Regions from separate parts of the Zea mays genome. Here all the other regions are linked to region 3. Evidence: chromatin contacts called from public Hi-C data. All regions are on one chromosome and are shown on one strand. Each heading gives the region's core, a stretch centred on a gene start, on an enhancer-like site or on the middle of the called end of the contact. The rest is flanking DNA. Distances are from core to core; before and after follow the strand shown.

The links. A called contact is a pair of places that touch in the nucleus more often than the background predicts.
Region 1: a Hi-C map of leaf shows a contact between it and region 3, with 5 times the contacts expected there. The contact joins the enhancer-like site here to the promoter of LOC100272364 in region 3. A contact is called at or near these places in 2 of 25 Hi-C or Micro-C datasets (ear and leaf).
Region 2: a contact with region 3 is called in a Hi-C map of endosperm, with 2.8 times the contacts expected there. The contact joins the promoter of eIF4E1 here to the promoter of LOC100272364 in region 3. A contact is called at or near these places in 3 of 25 Hi-C or Micro-C datasets (endosperm, leaf and tassel).

What each region holds. Positions count from the first base shown.
Region 1 is chr3:134,203,167-134,206,623 of Zm-B73-REFERENCE-NAM-5.0, forward strand. No RefSeq gene overlaps it. Among protein-coding and RNA genes, the nearest start is that of LOC100280769, 27 kb to the right of the region's middle. Within about 2 kb of position 2,090, at least 3 of the 20 cell types and tissues checked have an H3K27ac peak or open chromatin away from gene starts, as enhancers often do. A contact at or near this core is called in leaf, where this site is marked.
Region 2 is chr3:134,030,096-134,033,458 of Zm-B73-REFERENCE-NAM-5.0, forward strand. eIF4E1 (eucaryotic initiation factor 6) reads left to right here and starts at 1,755. Exons shown (of 5, transcript NM_001174185.1): 1 at 1,755-2,112. The coding sequence starts at 1,865. LOC109945285 (a long non-coding RNA gene) reads left to right here and starts at 178. Exons shown (of 2, transcript XR_002268413.2): 1 at 178-307; 2 at 413-590.
Region 3 is chr3:134,498,966-134,502,451 of Zm-B73-REFERENCE-NAM-5.0, forward strand. LOC100272364 reads left to right here and starts at 1,390. Exons shown (of 14, transcript NM_001359607.1): 1 at 1,390-1,457; 2 at 1,938-2,141; 3 at 2,215-2,292; 4 at 2,450-2,560; 5 at 2,673-2,739; 6 at 2,820-2,881; 7 at 3,017-3,156; 8 at 3,468-3,486. The coding sequence starts at 1,959.

The DNA.
Region 1 (3,457 bases), core at 840-3,339, 300 kb before region 3:
TTCAGCGGACGAAGGACATTAATATTTAACATTTTATGTTGCCTTGTTCTTAATTCATAGCATTTGGGAACAAGTCCCCAACAGCCGCCTTCATTTCATAGGTGAAGTCATTTTCTTTTTTTGGGCAATAATTAGTTTACTAAGCAAATCACATCCAACGAGTTCCAAATTTTTGCCCACAGTTTCAACTTCTGATAACAAGTCTCTCCAAAAATTTCCAAAATTTTTGGTGTTATCCTCTTATTTATAAAATTAAGGGCTCGTTTGGCAAAGCTCTGGCTCCTTCTTCTTTAGCTCCAGATTCTGATCCTCGTGAGGAGCTGATCCTCCTAGAGAATCAGAATCATTTTTAAAACCGTTTGACAAGTAAATTGATTCTTGTCTGCTGAGAGTTGGTGGTCTGTGGCGATTGTCTGTTTTACCTTTTGCAGTTCAACTTTGTTACAAACCAATAAGTAGGATGTATATACGGAAAAAAATTATGAAACAATAACATATAAAATATTCCCATCATAGTAGTGCATAAAATGGTCTCAAATGTTTAATCCATAAATTGGCTCGCTGTGTTTTTGTCCAATGACAATTGCGAGTAATTTCGATCAAACTTTAAGGGGAGGTCCATATTTGGTTGGTTGAGGAGCTGTTTTAAGGGAGGGTGGAGCGGGTTTTTTTAGATCTCACCTTTCTTCACAAAAATGACTCCCAATCTTTCGGCTCCACATGAGAATCAGTTTTAAAAAATACCCGTTTGGCACGGCTCCTCCAGATTCTCGCTTAGAATCAGGAGCTGGAGCTGTGCCAAACGGGCCCTAATATAGGCCTCCCAAGAGCACCTTAAATTCACTTAGAATTTGCTAACTAATCTAAAAATCCTAAAACCAACTTTACCAAAGAGCTCATGAAATTAGACATCCAACAAAATTTGTCCCATTAATTTATCATTTTTCTATGATTTTTAGCTCAATTTACAAGTTTGCTGATAAAAGAAACGACAAAACTGAGTACAGTATTGGGCCAAAACCTAGCCCAGCCGACCCAGGCAGAGTTTGCCTACAACGAACAGCCCGCGTCCGCATCACACATCTTGCAAAAAGGACCTTCGCGCTCAAACTAATCCACATTGGCCCTTGCCACTGTTGATCTTACTCACTGACAGATTCACTAAAGGCATGTTTGGTTTGTGGCTAAATGTGTCACACTTTGTATAAGGTTAGTCGTCTAAATTGAATAACTAACCTTAGGCAGAAAAGTTAGGCAAAGTGTGGTAATTGAGGTAGCAAACCAAACATGCCTTAAGTTCATCAGATTCCACTCTTTTACAAAGTTCCAGCCACGACGCCGGCGCTATCCTAGGCTCGGTGAACCCGATCCCGAGACATCCCCGCGGTAGATCCTCTCCCAAGTACACGGAGAGCATTAGAGACTCACCAAATTCCTGGTGGGTGCACGAAATCACTCGGGGAAGACGTGGTTTGAACGGCCGGAGATGAGGCTGTCTATGACGTCGATCTGCGGCGGCGCGGTCTGGCGGCAAGTTCCCCGTTCCCGATCAAGGATCCTGGCCTCGGTGAGGTAGCGCGACGGCTGGCGTGGTGACCAGATTTGGAAGGCAACGACGACAAGGGGTGGGTTTAGACTGAAAGAACTGCGTGACCAAGCTACTACGGTGTAGAAACAGGGACGGTAAAACTCTAGCCGGACCTAGATAAGAAGCACAAGCCGAGGGAGAAGAGAAACACCCCTTTTGCCTTGGCAACCACAGCAAGGTATAAACCGAAGCAGCTCTAACATCCATTACTATCTCGACATGTACAGGTTATGGCTAAAGTTTGCATGGACCTGAGCACGTGGCCCAGGCATCCACACCCATGTAAGGGCAAGCTACAGCGAGGAGAGACTAAAAAAATAGTGGGGTTTTGATAGAGCAGCACAGCAATAACTAAGTCAGCAGTTGGGATAAGGTTTGAGCTCTTTGGTCCCAGATATTTGAAGTCCAAGCTCATCCTTTCATAAAGTGCTAACACCCCTCCTCATACTCCGTTTGACAGAAACAACAAAAGCGACACAGTGACTGGAATCTTCTTCAGACACATGCCCCAATACTGAACCAACTGAATTTCAACCCACTGGACTGACAGAGGCATTTCAGGGTCCTAATACTCCATCCTTCTTATAGCAACTCACTGCCCTTAACACAAGAAACTTACTCATTATCTATAGTTCTTCATTTCTATACAAAAATCGAAGGTTAAAAATATGCATAACAGAAGTTACAAATGCTCAAAGTGAGCCCCATTCACTGGATTTTGGTTCAGCTAACTGAAACATTTATATGTCTGACAGAAAGGGTTTTGGGTACCTTTTATTCCAAATTTTTGCACAGCACTAGGCCTACTCACCATAAGAAACTTGTTTCCTAATATAAGACCTTCAACTTCTCTACAAATTCTATAGTCCAAAACCTTAGGAACCGGTCACAAAAGAGCTCCAAACTAGGCACCATCCACTGAATTTCAGGTTTCAGAAACTGAACAAAATTTCAGTCAAAGCAACCTGACAGCCCATCTTGGAACTAACTTCTCTCCCAAATTTGTGTAGCACCAACCCAACATTGCTTTAATAAGTTTGTTCTCCTAGATATGGTCTTCCATTTTTCTATAAAGTTCTTTGTCCAAAACTACCAGGATTTGGCACAATAGAGCTCCAAACAGAGCACCAAACTATAAATTCAGGTTTCAGTGATCCGCACAAAAATTCAGTTTATGCACACTGACAGTCCCTTTTTTGGGCAAGTTTTACTCCAAATTTTGTATAGGGTCATGTCAAGCTCACTTAAGGAAAGTTATTCACCAACAGATGGTCTTCAATCCCTTTATGGATCTCTAAGCCCAAATACTTAGGGATTAGTCACAAACAAGCGCCCAAAACTGCTATCAAACACTAACTTCAGGTTCAGTTACTGTTGTAAGTCTGAAAACTCAGAAAACTGTCAATCAATCTTTGGACTATCTTTTCTACCAGTAGAATATAGCTTTGGGGCTATATCACTCAATAAGAATTGTTCTCCTATCATTTCTATACGAGTTTGGTATAGTGTTCATTAACCACAACCTCCTGGATTCCAAAATATCAAGGCCCAAAGTTGGATCCAAATACTGAAATTCAGCCTCTGAACTCTACTAAGTCTGAAATCCAGAAACTCTGTTAGCTCTACTTTGGACCAGTTTTTCTCTAAATTCTATATAGATTTAAGGCTAGGTTACTTAATCAAAGTCACACTCCTCACATAGCTCTATAACTTTGTTACAATGACCACCTTTAAAATGTTTATAGATCAGAAGTTATAAAGGACCAAAATTGACTAGTTGATATGATTTTCAGAAATCCTAATCTGACCCCAAAACTGAACTTTTATGAATCACTCCAAATTTCTCTATAAAACATGGAAACCTCCAAA
Region 2 (3,363 bases), core at 505-3,004, 470 kb before region 3:
AGATAATGGATGAGCTCAACATGTACCAGGATGGGATGGGATCGTTTGGAAAAGATATTGCCACAAGGTAGAGGAGGAATGAAAATTTTAATCCAAGTGATTGAAAATCTGACTTCTCTTTTCATTAGCCTAATTTCACATGTATTCATTAGGCCAATCTAAATACTGATACTCTACTTTTTATGCAGCTAAATGGTGGTTGAACCATGGAAATAGTTCTCCAAATCTTAGAAAGCTAGCAATAAAAATTTTAGGCTTAACATGTAGCTCATCAGCATGTGAAAGGAATTGGAGTGATTTTGAAAAGGTAAGAACAGATTGTGCAATTTTCACAATTGCTTGTTACTAGAGCAGTAGAGTTGTCTCTTATGTACTTATCTAAAATGGTCATGGTTTCTATAAATCTTTATAGGTTGACTCAAAGATAAGGAGCATACTTCTCCATGATAGGATGAGGGACCTTGTGTTCGTCAAATTTAACTCAAAGTTGAAGCAAAAAAAAGAGAACAAATCAAGAGACCCAATTGAGAAGCAGGTTCCTGATATCCTAGAAGATAGTGGCAATGAGTGGATCACTAGAGTTGCATCAATTGAACAAGAACAAGCACAAAACACTGAATTTGTTGAAGCTACAAATGCACAAGGTCAGTCATCAAGGACAACAATAGAAACGGGAAAAAGGAAGAGAGAAATTCAGCCTAGAAGAAAGACAAGGACAAGGAAGCTCATTGATATTAATGAATGCAATGATGATGAACCTAAGCTTGCTTCATCCTCTGATTCAGAAGAAGATGATGCACATGTTGACATGGATCAAGAGTCCTCAAGTTCTCATTCTTCTGATTCGGATAACTCCGTGTTTGATGAATAGAATGCACTAGTAGTAGTTCACTTACACTATTGCACTAATAATAATTTTGTTATGTAATGGATGTCTGGATCATGGTATTATGTAGCTAACTTGCTACAATGCTACCTTGGTGAACTGATGAACTACTTGTTTGCTATTGTAGTAAGTAGTATTTTAAAAGTTGGAACTATTGAATTGTTTGCTGCTAAACTCTTTTGGCCTCTGTGTTGTTTGTTTAAGGCTTTACCGCTTTATTAAGCTGCTTTCCAGTCTACAGCTGCTCGCTGTTTGGTGTTTGCTAAGGTGTCACAATGTCAACTATTGATTGAATGCTGCATTGCTGCATATGCTACAATTGTTGGATGGTTGTACAACTCCAACTTTGACTGTGTTATTGTCAGTCTTATTGACTATGTCTGTGTTATTTTTTACAAATCCACTATTTGCTATAGCTACGCTATACCTGCGCTATAGCCTCGTAGCCTAAAAAAATGTTGCCGCTAGTTTGCATAGCCCGCTATTTTAAACCTTGCTTTGAGCTATGAGAAAACTGCCGCGAGCTGGTCGTTTTGGAAAAGCTAAAATATAATTCTATAAGAGCATGATAGCTTGTAATACGAATAATAGAAATATGGAAAGTCTAAGGTAAGGGGTGATTCTAAATTAGACTAGAGGAATTTATAGATTTTTAAGAATCTATTCTGCTGTTGTACCTATTTTGTTGAGATTCCAGTTTTTTGACAGTGAATCTAATCCTTTGAATATTTTTTTTCATAAATCTACAATTCGGACAGTGTTATAATGAATTTGACGAGAAGCTGGTCTATCCCAACCACCTACCATGGGCCTGGCCTGGCCTGGCCCATTTCTATGAGAAGAGAGGAGGAGAACTGAAGGGATCAAAGGGAAAGGAAACCTAGACAAGCGAGGCGGCGGCCCCGCGTTCTCCGTCTCCGTCTCCGTCTCCGTCCGCCCGGCGTAAAGAAAAGCCTCTCTCACCACAGCCGCCACGCCATGGCCGAGGAGACCGACACCAGGCCTGCCTCCGCGGGCTCCCGAGGCCGCCCCGCGCCCGAGGACGACGACAGGGAGGAGGGCGAGATCACCGACCTCGCCTGCGCTCCTTCCCCGCCCGCCACGCACCCGCTCGAGCACTCCTGGACCTTCTGGTTCGACAACCCGCAGAGCAAGTCCAAGCAGGCCGCCTGGGGGAGCTCCATCCGCCCCATACACACCTTCTCCACCGTCGAGGAATTCTGGGGGTGCGTTCATTCTCTTCAGATTCGCCCTCCCTCGTCCTTCTATCCTCTTCCCCTGATCGCATCCCACTGTTTCTCTTTTCCGTTACAAATCCTCCGACCGAGGGCCGCCGCATGCTCATGTAATTGGTAAATTAATTCGGTGACTAGTGCTAGCCACTTAGATGTTACGTAAATCTATATATGAGCCCAACCTGTCACCCTTCAGTTCACGGATCCGAGCCGAAACTCTTGACATATCCTAGCTGCTACTGTTGCCTTTTGATTGAGTACTCCTTCCGTCCAAAATGTAAGGGGTTTTGGCTCTCTTTTTCCCGTCTACATCCATATCCATGTTAATGAATCTAGACACATATTCAAACCACATACATGATATATAATATTTGGATCAGTAAAAGGTTAGAACTCCTTACAATTTGGGACCGTGGAGTAAATAAGAGTAAAGTTCACTTCTGATCCTTAAACTTTTCTGCTGTGTCAATTCTGTACATCAAATTTTAAAGTATGTCTCTTAAGAGCTCAATCTCTGTTTGAGTCTCTATTAAGTCCTAACAGGTTGCTGTGGCCCACATGCAGTCGTTGAGGAAGAAGAGAGAAGGGTGGATGGGGTGGGGGTCTAACAGACCACAACGACTGACATATAAGCCACGACAGCCCGTTAGGATGTAATCGAACAGAGATTAAGCCCTTAAAAGACATACTTTAAAAGTTTATGGATCAGATTGACACAGCCAGACAGATTTAAGGACCGGAAGTGCACTTTACTCGAGTAAATAATAAATTGAGCCTCCAACGTCACACAAAACCTTTTATTCTACATAGATTTGTGAACTCTTTGGAGGTTTCATTTAGGGCATGTACCCTGCATATTAATGCACCATGCCTTAAGATGTGTCAAAGAGCTTCTTCAATAAGGTGTCTCGAAATAGTGTCCTAAAAATTAAAACACTACATTATTTAAAGTGTTTAGAACACTAAAAACAAATTGAGGTCCAATAGTTAAGTCCTAAATCATGTATTTTAGGAAGTAAATTACATTTTTTTTAATAAAAAAATGCTAAGAATAATGTAGAAAACAAGGATAGATCACTAACATGGGGTGTAGTACATTTGGGTCACTTCATGGTATGTCCTATATTTGTTTGATAAAAATTTGTAAAATAGAGTACTGTTGGAGCCGTTTTTTATTATTTAAGCCCTATATTTTAAGCCCATTTATGTGGGTTATACTAGTGAAGTTGTTTCGTTGATTGG
Region 3 (3,486 bases), core at 140-2,639:
ATTCTAGGGGACTTAGGCCGTTTTCCAAGTACCTCTCCGTAAGGACCTGTTCGTTGGATGATCAGCTGGAAAAATAGTACAAACATGAGGGTGATATGGGACGCCCTTAGCTAATTAATTAGAGGAACTTGATGTATAGTTGGTGCCTGCGGACGTGTCGAACCCAACGCACCTGCTATGACTCCATCGTTGTCGCGGCCGTTCATCTCCTCGATGGAGATGGTGGGAGCCCCTAGGCGCTAGCATTGTCATTGGCTTCATCGGCGACCTGTCCCCCACGGACCAAGCGACCAGCTCGTGGTGGCCATGTCTTCATAGAGAGGCGAAGCCTGGCTTGCCCGCTGGAAAGCGGGAGGACGCAGGACAAGTCAGGTGGAGCCCCGTCGTCGCACACGGGGACCGATGAGTTGGGGGGAGGCTCGCTGTCTGTGAAATATATCTAGTGATAAGTTGTCCGAGAGAGGCGAGATGCGTGGAGGCGGGTTGCGGCTGTGTAGGCATGTCCTTATCTACGACGACACGAGAAATGAACGGGCGGAACACATCACGCGTCGTAGTCTATTTGATCTGTTCTGCATTGCGGGGGAGACAACACAAGTCTGTTACCGTCGGGAGCTCGCACGATGCAGGAAATCCACCGGAAGGGGCGGGTGGGGCGGTTGGCTGGACGAGGGACCCTTGCGCGGGCGGGAGGAAGGGTGGAGTCATTACCGGTCTATATTATTGACTTAATAATAGATAGTAGATATTTATATTTTATTAACTATAACTATTCTATAAACACTTGGGATGATGTAATAATGTTTAAAAAAGAGAGAAGTGAGTTTTATAGCGATAGTTTTCTTTCACATAATTACTAACTCTTTATATGTCATAAAATTTAATATCTACAAAATTATAAAATATTTTTATTAAAAATGTTTAACCTATATGATACTTCTATCGTTTCAAAATATAATTCGTTTGATCTTTTGAACTCTAACTTTGACCACTCGTCTTATTAAAAAAATTCATAAAAAATGAAAAATCTTAAGTCATATGTAAAATATATTTGATAATAAACAAAACACAACGATTTTTTGGTTTTTTCTGTAATTTTTGGAATAAGATGAGTTAGTCAAATTTGTGTAAAAAATTAAATGAATTATAAATTGGAACGGAGTGAGTATGCTAGTTTTTGAAACAACGAGATATTTTTTTAAGAAAATACGCTGCAGTCGAGGTAATAAAAAAAACATAAACGAACATGATGTATCAATTTAATCCTATTTCCCGTTGATCCGTGGCTGCACGAATCTTATCGTAGTCCACTCGAAGTCGCCTCCCATTTCGCGGGTCACCGGCTCGCCGCTGCGTCAAGCGAGCGCTTCCCCCCAGATCTCGACTTCTCGAGCCTGTCCTCCGCCCCCCACAGGCTCTGCTGGATCCAGAACCTTCTAGAACCCCTGCACTGCGCGGTGCGCGCCATCCTCCTCCTTCCTTCCATCCAGATCTCGACACCCCTCGCCGGCCCAGACCTCCGGTCCTGTCGTGGCCCCGGGGTTCGGGCGGTGAGTGAACCTCTCGTGGAGGATTGGTAGTGGATAATTCGTGTGCCGCCGCTTGGTTTATCGACTTCTTATTCTCGCTTGTTGCGTGTGGCTGACGCCCAAGCTTTAGCAACGCAGAGTCATTACTACTTGGTTTTGGTTACTTGGTAGTGCCCGTGCACAAAGTAGAGGGACGTTTCAATTTCTTACACCTCGTCACCCTGCAGCATATTTGTTTTTTTATCCCGTTGTGGCGGGCATTTTCTGCCCCATGACTGTGGCTGTTCTGACAGTTTGATACGCTGATTATTAGGACCGGCAGGATATGTGATCATGGCTATGGCTGCTTTCTAACGTAATAATATGATCTCTGATCGGGTGAACTTATTTTCTTAATCTTGTTATTAGGCTGCCAAAGAATCAGTGGCCATGGGATCTGCTATCCTCAACAGCATTGCCCCCGAGGAGCCTAAAGTGGTCGTGCCAGAGTACGGTGAGACGGCTGATATCCAGGACAAGGAAGTTAGTATGGAACAGCTCTGCTCCATAAGCACCTATGATCAGTGGACGCCACTCTCTGTTTCTGGCCAGCTTCCCAAACCACGCTATAAGGTCTACTTCGGTTGTCTTGACTGCCTAATTTCACTTAGCTCATTTAGTGACCTGTTGTCTGTGATGACTGCAGCATGGAGCTGTGGTGATTCAGCAGAAGATGTATGTCTTTGGTGGAAACCACAATGGCCGTTACCTTGGCGACATTCAGGTAAATTGTTCATCAAGATGTTGTATTTATTAATAGCTGCATTTATGGGCAGGCATTCTCACAACCATCTTGAATTGAGATGTTGTACTGAGCCAGCACCTTCATCTTACTGACAATGCCATGGATCTTAACATCGGGAATCCTTTTCTGATTAAAGGTTTTGGACTTCAAAACTTTGTCATGGTCAAAGCTGGAAGCTAAATCACAAGCAGAACCATCAGAATCAGCTGGAGCAGTTCCGTTTTCTGCATGTGCTGGCCATTCAGTGGTAATCACCAAAAGCTCTTTTCACTCAAGTCTTAGGGAATCAGCCAGTTTTATCCCAGTTGGTTAGCTTATAACTGTATATTGTATTTGCATCTGTCTTTAATATCTTTCAGATTCAATGGGGAAATAAGATCCTATGTCTTGCAGGACATACCAGAGAACCTGCAGAAAGTCTCAGTGGTTAGGCTAATATTCCACTCATCTTTTGCTATTCATTTATCAGTGTCTTAGTTCTTATTTCTTATGCGCATTTATGACAGTTAAGGAGTTTGATCCACAAACCTGCACTTGGTCTACCTTGCGTACTTATGGAAGGTCACCTGTATGATTATGCTTTTCTGTGTTTTATTGCCAAAGCTTCTATAGTATTTATACAAATTAGCTTGTTACCTGAAGCTTGCTTTTGTTTTTCGTTGTTTTCCCCCAAATCTGTGATGAATTTTCCTATTTCCTTTAGAGTTCACGTGGTGGTCAGTCAGTGACCCTTGTTGGAGACACTCTAGTGGTCTTTGGCGGTGAAGGTCATGGGAGATCTCTTCTGAATGATCTGCACATTCTTGATCTTGAGACCATGACTTGGGATGAATTTGAGACCACGTAAGCTCTGTGAAGTAAATTTAATTTGAATTGGTTGATTTGTATTAGAAATGGTTTAGGTAAAAGTAAAACTGTAAGTGTGGATGTGTTTTTATGCACTGGTCTCTACTGGATAGAATTCTTAGCCTTCCTGTTTATGTTGAACTGGTTCCTTATATAATTGTGGAGAACCGAAACTTCATAATTTGCTTGCAGTTGCAGCTGGTAATACATTTGGTCTAGGACATGGAATAAACTTGTATTATTCTTGCTCTGCTTTGAGGTGCAGGATTAATATCTGACTGTTTTCAAATTATGCTGTTGCTCTCCAGAGGCACTCCCCCTTCCCCA